Linked DNA regions of Sus scrofa: regions 1 and 2 are each linked to region 3. A link is a contact called in public targeted proximity ligation data. All regions are on one chromosome and are shown on one strand. The core of a region is the stretch at or near the end of the contact, and the rest is flanking DNA. Distances in the headings are between cores, read along the strand shown. Region 1 overlaps USP42 (a long non-coding RNA gene). Region 2 has its middle 41 kb from the start of CYTH3. Region 3 overlaps CYTH3 (cytohesin-3).

Region 1 (4,275 bases), core at 1,497-3,996, 68 kb after region 3:
CAGACCGCAGGCCACCCTGCCGGTGGCGACCCCTCGGGCTGGCCCCGCCCCCGGCACTGGGGGTGGCCCTGGCGCCAGCTAGATGGGTGTTTTGCGGGAAGCACCTTCTCGCCTTTGTCTGACCCAGGTAGGACCCGGGGGATGCTGGGCTTTCTGTCTTGCAGGTTTGCCCCAGGGTGGGGTTGGGAGAAGTGAGTTAAACCCCCCCCCGCCCCGTGAGAAATCTGACCCGAGGGGAGCTTCCCAGAAAGACGCAGACGACTGCGTGCTCAGGATCTTTGTTGTCACTTGCCATCGGAGTGTTGGTGACATCCTAATTCCAGGTTCTGTGGCGACAGTGTTAACCTGAGAGGCCTAAGCTGTCACCTGCCGGGGCAGGGCTGTGTGGGCGGGTCGTGGCCAGCGGCCGCCCACCCGGACCTCACCGAGCTGGCCTGTCCTCCTCCTCCCCCGCGCCGGTCTGCACTCAGTGCTTGAATGACCTGCCCCCGCTCTGGCCAAAGAGTTTTCCTCCAGAGACCAGGGGCAGGAGGCGGGGAAGGGGGTCCCTGCCCGGGAGACCCGGCTTCCAGGGCCCGCCCGCCCGCCGCCCTTAACCCAAGGTTTACTTGGCCGACCCTGGACCCAGACAAGCCAGTGTCGTCAGGATGTGGAACATATTTGAGCAGTTTAATGTGGTACCAAACGGAGTCCGAACAGGAGCTGTTCATGGGTGAAGCAGCATTTAATGCTGCATATAAAGCAATGCATATTTTTCGAGTTAAAATGCATATATCTACATAGATGTGCTTTGCTAAGAAGTTAGGTCTGTTGTAGACCAGAAACCACACATTGTGATTTCTTGTTTTATTTTTTTCTTAGAGAACATTTCTATTGACAGTAAATATAGTTAATATGTAAATAATGTACATATAGATTGATTTCTGGAGTGCTTGTTCTTCATTGTATAGACTCCCACAAGGCGCATGAAGAAATAGCCTATATTGACATTTTGCTGTAAAGTGAGCAGTAACGTTGCAGGGTGTGTGGCTGTCAGACTGCAAATAGTGTGTTCATTAAATAAAAACACGCTGTTAAAACAACACGGCCTATGACTGGCTTCTTTAAAATAAGGAGACTCCCCGCACCCGTCTGGGGTCTGTCTGTACCTCCAGTCTGGGGCCGAGAGCCCGTGGCTTGTGCCCTGGAGATGTTGAGACAGTGAACGCAGAGGAAGAAGCCCATGAGCAGCGTCGGTGAGTAAATGGGGAAAAGAGCGGGAAAAAATAAATGAAAAAGACACAAAAAAGGTTTAATTTGCTGCCATTTATATACTATATAAATTTTCCATGCTGTATATTTACAGTGGGGCAAGTGCTTTTTTAATCTTTAAAAAAACAAAGATCAAACTTCTTTAGACATCTCTGAACAACACAAACTGTATAAACCATACAGATTATTCAGATACGAACTGTATCAAATACAGTTTTCCCCACTCCATCTCCTGATGCAGGACCAGTGAATTATAAGTGTATCACAGTTTGATAGCATATCCATATTAAAAATAAAATCACAGTATGATTTTGTCTGTAACTAGAAACTTTAAGGGACCAAGCCGACAACTCAGACTCCAATATCATAGTCAAGACAAGAGACACTGTATAAAAAAGTTAGGTAATAAAAACATACTGTAGGCCTTACAAATAATGTTTGGATTATACATTCATAATGTAAATACGCATCATAACTGGTAAATTGATTGGAATAGTTCCACGAAGTTCAAAAACAGAACTTGTCTATAAAATACATCTTCAAATCTTGAATACAACTAAAATATGAAGCAAATTAGTTTCTAGTATCAGACATTACAGAAAACAGACTGCTCTCAAAAGTCTCATTGAGAGCGTGTGAATCTTTAAATAAGTTTTTAAATTAAATATACACACTGTCAGTTTGTACTTTTAATAATTCCATGGTGTCCCGGCTGGTCTTGCACCGGCTAGCTAACTCGGAGGAGCGTTACATGGAATACGAGTGATCAACCTGAGTCTGTGATTAAGCAGCATTTGAGATGTTCTAGTCCAGGGCGTTATTTCAATGTGATTTATATACACAGTATTTTACAGTGGTCAGCAGTTGTAGAAAGTGTTCGTCCATTTGGAATAAGGGTAATTAAGAAAAGGTAAAAACTAAAAAAAAAAGTCCTCCATGGTAAAATCTGTACAGTATTTACTAAAGAAGCACCACGCAGATTTGAACAAAGTTATTTTCTCTATAATTTAAGCTGGGTTGGGGATGGCTTCTGTTGAACACGTTGAATCTGAAAGACAGCAGGCAACAGGCGTTAGTTAGTTAGTCGGCCAGAGGCAGGAAGTTGGAACAAAGGGCCCAGGGAGGTCCCCCCACCCCGGCACCCACCCGGGGCGGGGGGTGCGGGGGGGGGGGCACTCCTCTTCCTTAGGCAACCGCCCTCCTGAAGGGCAGTCCAGGAACCAGGCGGTTCTAAACGCAGGAGCCCAGGCAGCTGGTGCCGCTCCCTCGAGGAGGGCGCCACCTGCTGGGCGCGGGTCCCGCCCGCCGGGCCCCCGCTGCGCTCGTCCCGCCCTCTCCTCATTCCTGACTCGGGCGTAGACCTGGCCCGGAGCACGCACTGGCCACGGGCGTGAATCAGCTGCGAATTAATCTGCAGACGGTTCCGGACATCCATTTAACCCCCCCTTTGCTGAAGTTACCCGTCTGGACGAAACTGCCTTCCCAGAGCCCAGGGGCTGGCTGGCCGCCCCCGCGCCCCAGCACGTCAGGGCTCACGCCACCAGGTCCTGCCTCCCAGGGCCGCCGAATGAAACCAGTGGAAAATGACACCCCACGCCTGATGTGCTCCCCCAAAGCGCCCGAACCTCAAACAAAGCCAAGTCCTAGTTGTCTGAAGCAGGCCTGAGATCTAGCGAGGCTAGGGCTCCAGGCTGGGCACGGTACCCACAGCTGGGGGAGGCTGGGGGTGCCCGGAGCTCAAGGACGGGTGGGCGGGGAGGGATCTCCTCGCTCAGGCCAACTGGGAGCTGCGTCTGGGTTGAGGCGATGGCTTCTCCAGCTTTCAAATGTTTATCAAGTGACTGTTGATTCTGAAGCTTCAACCTTCCCTCCTTTTCTTACCAGGAGGAGGGAAGGGAGCGACTGAGTTCAGGGACCCAACCCTCTCCCCCGCCCGGGTAGCGGCTCCGTCTCCCTCTGCTCCCAGCGCCGCCCGCGGCCCAGCGCTCCTCTCTGGGGCCCCCTGGTGGCTCCCCGAACGACTAGGCAAACAGACGTAGGCCGACAGCTTACCGTAACTAGTGAATTCTTTGCTCTGAGGCCAAGTTTTCAATCACCTAAAAAGCAAAGGTTGGGAAACAGATTTTAATGATGGTTTTACAATACGTTTAGGGCCTATGCTCTGTGTGCATTAGGTAATCACACTTAGGACCAGTTCTCAGTAGCTCGTTGCCTGAAATCAGTCCTACATGAGGAGGAGCACGGATGAGCTGCAGCTCTGAGTTTTACTGAAAACAGTTCATGTGATGCCTGAGGGCCGCATCCCCACGGAAACAGCCCACTCTCACCCCAGCAGAAGGCATTTGGGCGTCAGGCAAGAACAGCTCTTAGGCCAAAGACACTGAGTTCAAAGGTGCCAGAGAACAGGAGTCTGAAAGAGGTAAATGGTCAAGGGACCAGGACAGCAGACACACAGGCAGGCAGAGTTCCGTCCTCCGCCCCCCCAGAGATGCTCGGCCTGGGGGCCCTCGGTCAGCTCACAGCACAGGTGCCATCACGTCCAGGACAGGAACAGGGCCACCACCTGACCCCAGACACGCAGCCGGACTACCAAGTGTCCGCTGCTGGGGTTCGCCTGCCACTCTCCCTCCCCTGGGGCCGGCTCTGTGGGCGAGCTGGTGGCCTCAAGCGGTGCTCCTTGCAGGAGACCCGCAGGGGGAAGGGATGATTTTGGCCAAAGCGCAGAATCCCTGCAGGCCCACTGCGCACACAGAGCCCTCGCTGCTTCACCCCAGAGGCCAGGCCCCTCCCCCAAATCACTGAGCCGTTCGTGGGAACCAGTGTGCAAAGGCAACAGTGCGCAGAAAACACACAGCACGCAGCCTCTCAGCTTCCTTTTCCTGCTTGACTCTTCCCACTGGCTCCCAATGCCGCCAGCAGGGCCCCCCCACCAGGACACCCACCCTGCACGCTCTGCTCCTCTCACACCAGTGTGCTGCGGGCCACCTGTGCCTCCAGCGACAATCGAGTGACTGTGGCCGAGGG
Region 2 (4,234 bases), core at 71-2,570, 77 kb before region 3:
ATAAATTGTTTTATTGAAGTATAGTTGATTTACAATGTGTTCGTTTCTGGCATACAACAAAGTCATTCAGTTATTTATGTACATATATAGGTATTCTTTATTTTCTTTAACTTTTTGGGGGCTTTTTTTGGCCACAGTCATGGCATGTGGAAGTTCCCAGGGCAGGGATCCAACCTGCACCACAGCAGTCACCCAAGCTGTTGCAGTGACAACACTCCAGGTCTTTGTTTTAAAATGTAGTTTTAGGGAGTTCCCTTGGTGGCACAGTGGTTAATGAATCCGGCTAGGAACCATGAGGTTTCGGGTTCGATCCCTGGCCCCACTCAGTGGGTTGAGGATCTGGTGGTGCTGTGACCTATGGTGTAGGTTGCAGACACGGCTCAGATCACGCATTGCTGTGGCTATGGTGTAGGCCGGAGGCTACAGCTCCAATTATGCCTCGGGAAGCGGCCCCAGAAAAGGCAAAAAGACCAAAAAAAAAAAAAAAAATAGTTTTTACTCTAATTCAAAAAGATATATGCCGGAGCTCTTGCTGTAGCTCACTGGTAACGAACCCAACTAGTGTCTGTGAGGACGTGGGTTCAATCCCTGGCCCTGCTCAATGGGTTAAGGATCTGGTGTTGCTGTGAGCTGTGGTGTAGGTTGCAGACGCGACTTAGATCCCGAGTTGCTTGTGGTAGCTGTGGTGTACGCCGGCAGTTGCAGCTCTCATTCAATCCCTAGCTTGGGAACATCCATTTGTGTGGCCCTACGGAAGACAAAAACCACCAACAATGAGCCCTTGGCCTTTTTTTCATTGAATTCTAAGCATTTTTATTGTCCAAGAGCAATGGGCTTTAGAGTCTCTTTCAATCTTGCACTTTTGGGAACACGTCATCCTCTCTTAAGCTGTCCCCAGACCTGGTTTGTAGGAAGGGACGTGGGCTACAGCCTTCAGCACAGCCCAAGGGAAATACAGACTCAGGTTTACAGCTTGACCTTGGCTCTGGTGGCAGGACAGTTCGCTGGACTTGAGAGGCTGCCTGGGAACATCCTCTGCTGCCCCCTGTGAGGCCACGAGGCGACTCAGGATGTGCACGAGGTCGGCGTGAGAAACTGAGGTGGTCTTGGAAGCTGTGGCCCCCTGGACCTTCGGGCTCAGGGAAGAACCCTTGGGCTGCTTCCCACGCGAAGCCGGACTTGGCTTCCTCCTCATCACCTCTAAAAATAGGACTTGGAAGTCATGGCCCCTGTGATGTAATGCATCTCAGTCATGGGCAGGAAGTGATGCTTTCCTGCCAGGCCCGCAGTGTCCTCAGGAGATGAGCTGGGAAGGACATTCCTTCTCCTGTTTCACGATAGGAACGTCAGAGCGCTTAGGGCTGCTTTTTGCAGCCAGAGAGGTCAGACTGGCTATATTTGGGTGACGCTGGATGTGTGTGCCTCACAAAGTCTGGTGTTGGTAACCTCGCCCTCCATCCGCGTGAACTGTCCTGGGCTCCGTGAGGCTCATAAAAGCGGTGGCACGTCCTCATTAGGGAAATACACGCATAGCATTCTAAGGATGAGAGCAGACTGCAGAATTTGGCTCCCTGGCCCTACTCGGGGATTGAGAATTTTGTGCAACAGACCGAGGACCAGCGGACCAGGGCTCGAAGCATTTGGCAAGAGTAATTTTTTGTTTTCCAGGATTTGCAGTGAGAATCCAATGTCTTGGAATTCCCTGGTGGCTCATCGGGTTAAGGATCTGATGTCAGTTTGACCCCTGGCCCGGGAACCTCTGCTTGCTGTGGGCGAGGCCAAGATAAAAACTTGCCTTCATTTCATTGCAATTGTGTGTCAGACTCTAAGCATAAACAGCTAAGTAAGACAGAAGTCAACCTGGGACGTCCATGGTCTGGGGAGAAAAGTGACAAACCAGACTGCCGAGGAGTGCCAAGAAGTCACCCTGGAAGGTGCTGGAAGGGGTGCTCAGACTCTTGCTCACTACACTGCCGGCTCCTTGGAGAGATGCTGCTTCCACAGGAGCCCCTCCAGCCCCGGCAAACGGGTCCACGGAGGGTTGCCAAGCCCTGCGGGTGCTGTCAGCCTGTTCCTGGAGCTGCTCTTTACAGCATACAGTTCCTGGCTCGGAGGAGCAGGATTTCACCTCCCAGCCCTGGACAGAGACCTGAGCGCCCCTGAACCCCTCGTCCTTCCCACTTGCAAGATCCAAAGCCCTCCAGTCTCAGGCGAACCCAGCCCTTCACTATCGCTGCCCTATAAAACCAGACAGACTGAATGTCTCCTTCCTGCCCAGTGGCTCTGCTCCCTCACCGAGTCGTCCAAGGCTGCGTCCTCTCCTTGGTGGCCGACGGCCAGCTCCCACTGCAGCCCGTAGCACCAGCGCCAGCCCTGTCCTCCTCGGTTCTTTACCCAAGAAACACCCTCATCTCTGTGACATGATTGTTCAAAACAAACCAGCTGTAATGGGAGTTCCCATGTGGCGCAGTGGAGATGAATCCGGCTGGGATCCATGAGGATAAGAGGATGCAGGTTCGATCCCTGGCCTCATGCGGTGGGTTAAGGATCTGGCATTGCCATGAGCCGTGGTGTAGGCTGGCAGCTGCAGCTCCGATTTGACCCCTAGCCTGGGAATGTCCATATGCCTCGGGTGCAGCCCTAAAAAACCAAAGCAAAAAACCAAACTGAAAAACTGAGAACCAGGAATGAGAGTGAAATTTGGCTTCCTTGCTTTGAGTAATTCGTTATAAGCTCTAATGTATGAAAAACCCACTTCCTTAAGGTAACAAATGGGGAGAAGCCACAGTAATTGGATTTGCTATTAAGTGGGTGTATTGCTACCAAATTGAACAGAAAATTACTGGGAACATTTGGAGTGAGAATGAAAGTGTCTCAGATGTGGTGACGGGGACCAGCCAGCCCTCCTGCTCCCGTTCCCTGGGCGGCTGCAGCGCTGATGCTTCCCTGAGCTTCTTGGTCCTGCGGCCTGTCTGGCCCCCAGGGGCACCCGGACCTCCCACTGGCTGCGGGCTGACCCCTTTTTTCTACTCTCTTCCAGGCTTCGTGGGATCCGGCCTGCTGTCCTTTCCCTTCCTAGCTGCCAGCAAGGACTCTGGTTTCTTACAATTCCCTGTCTTCAGATCAGGCCCCGTCTCCCACTTCCTGGTCATCCCCCCAAACACAAGAGCTGATCGGCTTAAAGACTTCAGTGCAGTTACCCTAAGGAAAGAAGAACGTAAGGCAGCAAGCAAGAGGAACTGGGGGAGTTCCCGTCGTGGCTCAGTGGTTAACGAACCCGACTAGCATCCATGAGGACGTGGGTTCCATCCCTGGCCTCGCTCCGTGGGTTCGGGATCTGGCATTGCCATGAGCTGTGCTGTAGGTCGCAGATGGAGCTCGGATCCTGTGTTGCTGCGGCTGTGGTGTAGGCCGGTGGCTACAGCTCCAATTGGACCCCTAGCCTGGGAACCTCCATATGTCTCGGGTGTGGCCCTAAAAAGACAAAAGACAAAAAAAAGGGGGGGGGGACCAGGGGTTGGTGGAGGGGGAGTTACTCTTTAATGGGGATAGAGTCTTGGGAAGGTGAACAGGTTCTGGAGGAGATGGCGGTGATGGTTGTACAACAGCGTGAATGCGCTTAGCGCCCCTGAGTCGTACACGCAAACGTGGTTGATTTCATGGTACGTATTTTACCACTATAAAAACTAACAAAGAAATTTTTTTATTTGAATAACAAAGTTTCTGGGATTTTTTTTTAAATTTTTTATTTTATTTATTTTTTAGTTTTTTGTCTTTTTTTTGCTATTTCTTTGGGCCGCTTCCGCGGCATATGGAGGTTCCCAGGCTAGGGGTCGAATCGGAGCTGTAGCTGCCAGCCTACGCCAGAGCCACAGCAACTCGGGATCTGAGCCGCATCTGCAACCTACATCACAGCTCACGGCAACGCCGGATCGTTAACCCACTGAGCAAGGGCAGGGACCGAACCCGCAACCTCATGGTTCCTAGTCGGATTCGTTAACCACTGCGCCACGACGGGAACTCCGGATTTTTTTTTTTTTTTCTTTGTACAGCCACACATTTGTGGCATATGAAAGTTCCCAGGCTAGGGTTTGAATCCGCACCACAGCAGTGGCCACAGCCACAGCCACAGCAATACCGGATCTGAGCCTCGTCTGTGACCTATACCACAGCTTTTGGCAATGCCAGATCCTTCACCCACAGAGCAAAGCTGGAGACAACATCAGTCCTTAAC
Region 3 (4,517 bases), core at 1,547-4,046:
GGCAGGACCGTGACGCCCTTGAACTGTCCCGCCCGCCGTTCAGTCGCCTGCCCACACTTGGAGGTGGGAGAGGATGTGATGATGTGTTAGTTGCCGGTACCGGTTCCCTGGGGTAGGTTCCTGTTTGTCTCTGAATTGATGGGTCAGCATTGAAAGCAAAGAGCGTGTGCTCAAGGCAGTTGTATTTCTTACTGCAAATGGATAACCAGGCTGATTTGAAACATACATTTTTTGAGTGTGACTGTTGCGTACAAGGACCTGGGAGGTGGGCCGACTCCTGGCGCACAGACAGACCCCATCTCGATGTCATGTGAGCCGTGAGACGTTTCTCTCGTGCTGCAGAGCCCTCGAGTCTCTGCTCGGACCGTGTCCTTGCCTGGAAGCAGCTTCTCGTCAGCGCCCTGCGCCTCACCTGCCTGGCTCCGTGTCCAGGTCACCTCCTCCGCCCTCCCTGACCCTCAACCCGAGTTTCCTATCGTTCTGCCTTTCCCCTCTGCACCTTACTGAGGTTTTGTGATATGAATCATGTGTGTATGAGGGTGGGGTGGGGTGGGAGTTGGCGCTTTTCCTTACCGGCCGGGAAGGGTAAGCTGGGCAGCGGCTGTGGCTTTGTCGCTGTGCGTGGCCCCTGCTGCAGGCACAGCCCCTGCTCCAGAGCAGGTGTTGAGTAGGATTTGCTAAATGAATGGAAGCTAAGAAGAGGCCTAGAGAAGGGCCCCCAGGACCGGGCCTGGCACCCCGAGGGGCGAGGGGCAGCCCTGCCGAGGGCTGAGAGCAGCTGTCTGTGACCCGTGGCATGCCACATGTGACCTGCTCAGCCGCGGAGTAACGTCTTATTTTAAGGTGGAAATAGCGTTATCGATTTTCTTTTTCTTTTTTTTTCTGATCGTGAAAGTACAAGCTCCTAAAAGTTTTCAGAAAATTGCAAAGAAGAGACTGAAAAATCATCTCTCATTCTGTCATGATCACCATTTTGGTGTGTTCAACTTGACTTTTCTGTGAGTGAATATGTATATTTTTCAAAACGGGAGCCAAATTCTCTGTACCTAGGGTTTCCTCCCAGCCCTTCTCGTGTCATTACATGGCAGACATCCGTCAGCGTCGGCGAGAGCCACACTGTCATTGGTTGGCCGTGTGGCGTTGTCGTTGGCGTGCCAGCCGTGGCTCCTCTTGTGAACACAGGGTTTTTCGCCGTGGAAATTGCACGGTGAGAAACAGTCTTCAGATGGGGCTTGCAGGCCTCCGGGACTGCACTTCCCTTGAGCCTAGTGGCTGGTAGACTAGAATGCAGATTGGGATGGCGGGTGTTTATTTTTGACTGGGTCTGTCTCCTTGGGGTTTGCATTCGTCATCGATGCCCTCTGCAGATCCAGACACCACCAAGAAAGTACCCCCTGGCCCCCCAGTAGAATGGGAGTAGGTATTGTTAGTTTTAGGTGCCTGAGGCTCTGCTTTAAGGGGGAGAAACTCCTTGTAAGTGTCTAGGTGAAAGGTGTTAATAGTAGTTAATACAATAGTAGCAGCAGCAGCAAGAGTGCCACTGGTCAGTGGTTAATTGCGGCGTGCCAGCCGCTGCCCTAGCACTTGGAGGGGGCATCGTAGCTCCTTGCCGGTTCTCACAGCAGTCCTCGAGATAGGCCTGCCAGCCCCTCCGTGCAGACGAGGAATCTGAGACTTAACCAGATGCAGTAACTCGCACAGGCTCACACGGGAGGAGCTGAGCTGTGGCCCCTGGCCTGCCCGCGGCTGGGCTCCGCTTGGTGACCACGTGCGCCCCGCTCCGCGCGCCTCCCAGGAAAACGAGTGCTCCATGGCGGTAGCGAGGTACAGTTTCTTTATAAGCTAAACGAGGCATCATATTTTTAAAAATAGAAGCAGGCATGCTGTAACGTTTGGGGGAGTGTGTGTAAAATTAAGACGTGGCCGCTCTTACCGCCTTGGCGGCAGATGGTAGCACCCGGCTGAGACAGGTCGGTCAGGGCGCCCTGGTGCCCGGCTGCCTTCAGCCGGGTGTTTCCTCCTTGCACTCCCGCCTCTCTTTTTCTCTGGCTCCGTCAAGTTTCACCTCCTGTTCCTCCAGCCTGCACTCTTGCTGGACAGCTGCTAAACATCTGTTGCTCGGCGCTGAGACGTGCGGTGGGCGTGTGTACACGGTGGCTCCGTCTCCTGCTGGAATCCGCTCCCGGAGCCTTCAGAGCGAAGGGGCCGCGTGGCCCTGGGCAGCGTCTTGTGTCCTCGCTGTCCCCACAGCCGCAGGGGCTCTGCATGACCCATAAAGACGCCTCTCAGAACTGAGGGACCTTTTGCCGTCACAGGAGTAAGGAAAAGACCAAGACGAGGCGACGGAGGAGGAGGAAATCTATTTAAAAGGGCGGGTTTGACTCTCTGACGGCGCCTCCGGTGTTGGGCGTGAGGGGACCGTCTGTGGTCTGGGCCGAGGGGGTGGAGTGGGAGGCAGGTCTCGGGACAGCCCGGATCTCCAGCAGCTAAAATGTTAAGGTCGAGCCTGGCTCGGAGGCAGATAAAAGTTCCTTTGCCTCCTCTCCTTGCTTTAAAACTGTTCATTTTTAATTTTTAAGGTCATGTGCCGGGGGCGTTGGGGGACACACACTCACACACACACACACACACACACTCTTTGCTACCAGCCTGGCTCTTTCAGCCTAGCCTGACCCCTGAATCCTGCCTCCCACACAGCTTGCGAACTCGAGTCTTTGCTCACAAAGACTGCTCTCCAGCCCTTCTCCTCCCTCCGAAGTGCTCCGTGTTTGGCCCGAGCGTTTGGAACAGAGCTGGGCTATGGGGCATGTTCGTGAGTGTGCGCTGCTGTCCTGCGGGGCTGGAGCGTGAGCTCCAGAGCAGATGCGTGTGACCGCGGAGCTGCCCTCGAAGCCGTTCCCAGTGTGCCCTGTGATCTGTTGACGGTGCCTCTTTGGCACGGGGAAGAGGTGGCGGGCAGTGGTTCAAGAGAGGGAGAGGAACGGAGGCTCAGGAAGGCAGGTCCTTAGGCCTTTCCTCTGTGAGCCGGGGTGCGGCCCCGCCAAACCCTAAATCAGGCTGGAAAACAAGGGGAAGCTTCACGTGTCCCCAGTCATCGTTAATACATTTTTGTTTAAATAGGAGACGCTGAGTCAGAGTGAGCCCGAGCACCGATCCGCTCGTTGAAGTCTCCCACATTTTCCTGATTAAAGAAACAGACCCCGAAGCAAATCGGAGGCTCTTGTTTGCCGCAAAGTTAGCGTTTTTATATCCTGGTTCAGCCGAGGTCCCACTTGTTCACATTCACGGTGGAATTTTCTGCTGGGGGATCCTAACATTTTGAGGAACGTTTTCAATAAAGTTTATGAGATGTTTTCGTCTTGGAAGATGTGCAGAGACCCTGACAGCCCCCTCGGGTGGAGAACTACAGATTTACTGCTTACGGAGAACTTAGTTGATGGACATGCTTCCCTTTGCAAGCCCTGGGAAAACCTCCCCAGGCGCCTTTTTTTTTTTTTTTTTTTTAAATGGCTGTACTTGTGACATACAGAACGTTCTGGGGCCAGAGATTAAATCTGAGACGCAGCTACCAGCTACACCACAGCTACAGCAGCGCTAGATCCATGCTTGGACCTGAGGATTGAATGTAGTGACTTGAGCTGTTGCAGTCAGATTTTTTTTTTTTTTTTTGTCTTTTCAGAGCTACACCCACCGCATATGGAGGTTCCCAGGCTAGGGGTCCAGTCGGAGCTGCAGCTGTTGGCCTGCACCACAGCCACAGCCACGCCAGATCTGAGCCACGTCTGCGACCTACACCACAGCTCATGACAGCGCCCCCCCACTGAGCGAGGCCAGGGATCGAACCTGCCTCCTCACGGATGCTAGTCATGTTCATTAACTGCTGAGCCACGACGGGAACTCCTGCGGTCTGATTCTTAACCCGATGCGCCCCAGCGGCAATCGCGAACCTCCCCAGCCTTGTGCTTTGGAGGCAGCTGTCCGTGTGGGTGGCACCCGTCCTTGGTCCGTCTTTACTGGGAACGTTTCCAAGTCTAATGATTGTTGTAGGTTTCTGCCACAGACCCTTTGCTGAGGTTAAGAACTCTTTTATTTTTAGTTTACCACATTTTTTTTTTTTTTTTTTTTTTTTTTTAATCAGAAAGGGCTGTTGAATTTCACCAAACGCTGTTTTCCCCTATTTGAGACAGTCTTGTGTTTTTCATTAGGAGCCTTTCGGTACTATTGGACTTTTATTTTTAAAAAAGCTGTTTGCAGGAGTTCCCATCGTGGCTCAGCGGAAACGAATCCAACTAGGAACCATGAGGTGGAGGGTTTGATCCCTGGCCTTGCTCAGTGGGTTAAGGATCCGGCGTTGCCGTGAGCTGTGGTGTGGGTTACAGATGCGGCTCAGATCTGGCGTGGCTGTGGCTGTGGTGTAGGCCGGTGGCTACAGCTCCGATTCGACCCCTAGCCTGGGAACCTCCATGTCCCGAGGGTGTGGCCCTGAAAAGCAAAAAAAAAAAAAAAAAAAAAAAAAC

The links.
Region 1: a targeted proximity ligation map of skeletal muscle shows a contact between it and region 3, with 2.3 times the contacts expected there. A contact is called at or near these places in 3 of 47 Hi-C or Micro-C datasets (embryonic fibroblasts, heart right ventricle and skeletal muscle) and 1 of 2 datasets of targeted methods (skeletal muscle).
Region 2: a contact with region 3 is called in a targeted proximity ligation map of skeletal muscle. A contact is called at or near these places in 8 of 47 Hi-C or Micro-C datasets (epiblast stem cells, heart right ventricle, liver and 4 more) and 1 of 2 datasets of targeted methods (skeletal muscle).

What each region holds. Positions count from the first base shown.
Region 1 is chr3:5,001,120-5,005,394 of Sscrofa11.1, forward strand. USP42 (a long non-coding RNA gene) reads right to left here. Exons shown (of 18, transcript XR_002342221.1): 17 at 3,304-3,347; 18 at 1,287-2,299. CYTH3 (cytohesin-3) reads left to right here. Exons shown (of 13, transcript XM_021086079.1): 13 at 1-1,082. Among named protein-coding and RNA genes, the nearest start is that of USP42, 45 kb to the right of the region's middle.
Region 2 is chr3:4,857,236-4,861,469 of Sscrofa11.1, forward strand. No RefSeq gene overlaps it. Among named protein-coding and RNA genes, the nearest start is that of CYTH3, 41 kb to the right of the region's middle.
Region 3 is chr3:4,932,730-4,937,246 of Sscrofa11.1, forward strand. All of the region lies in intron 1 of CYTH3 (cytohesin-3), which reads left to right. Among named protein-coding and RNA genes, the nearest start is that of CYTH3, 34 kb to the left of the region's middle.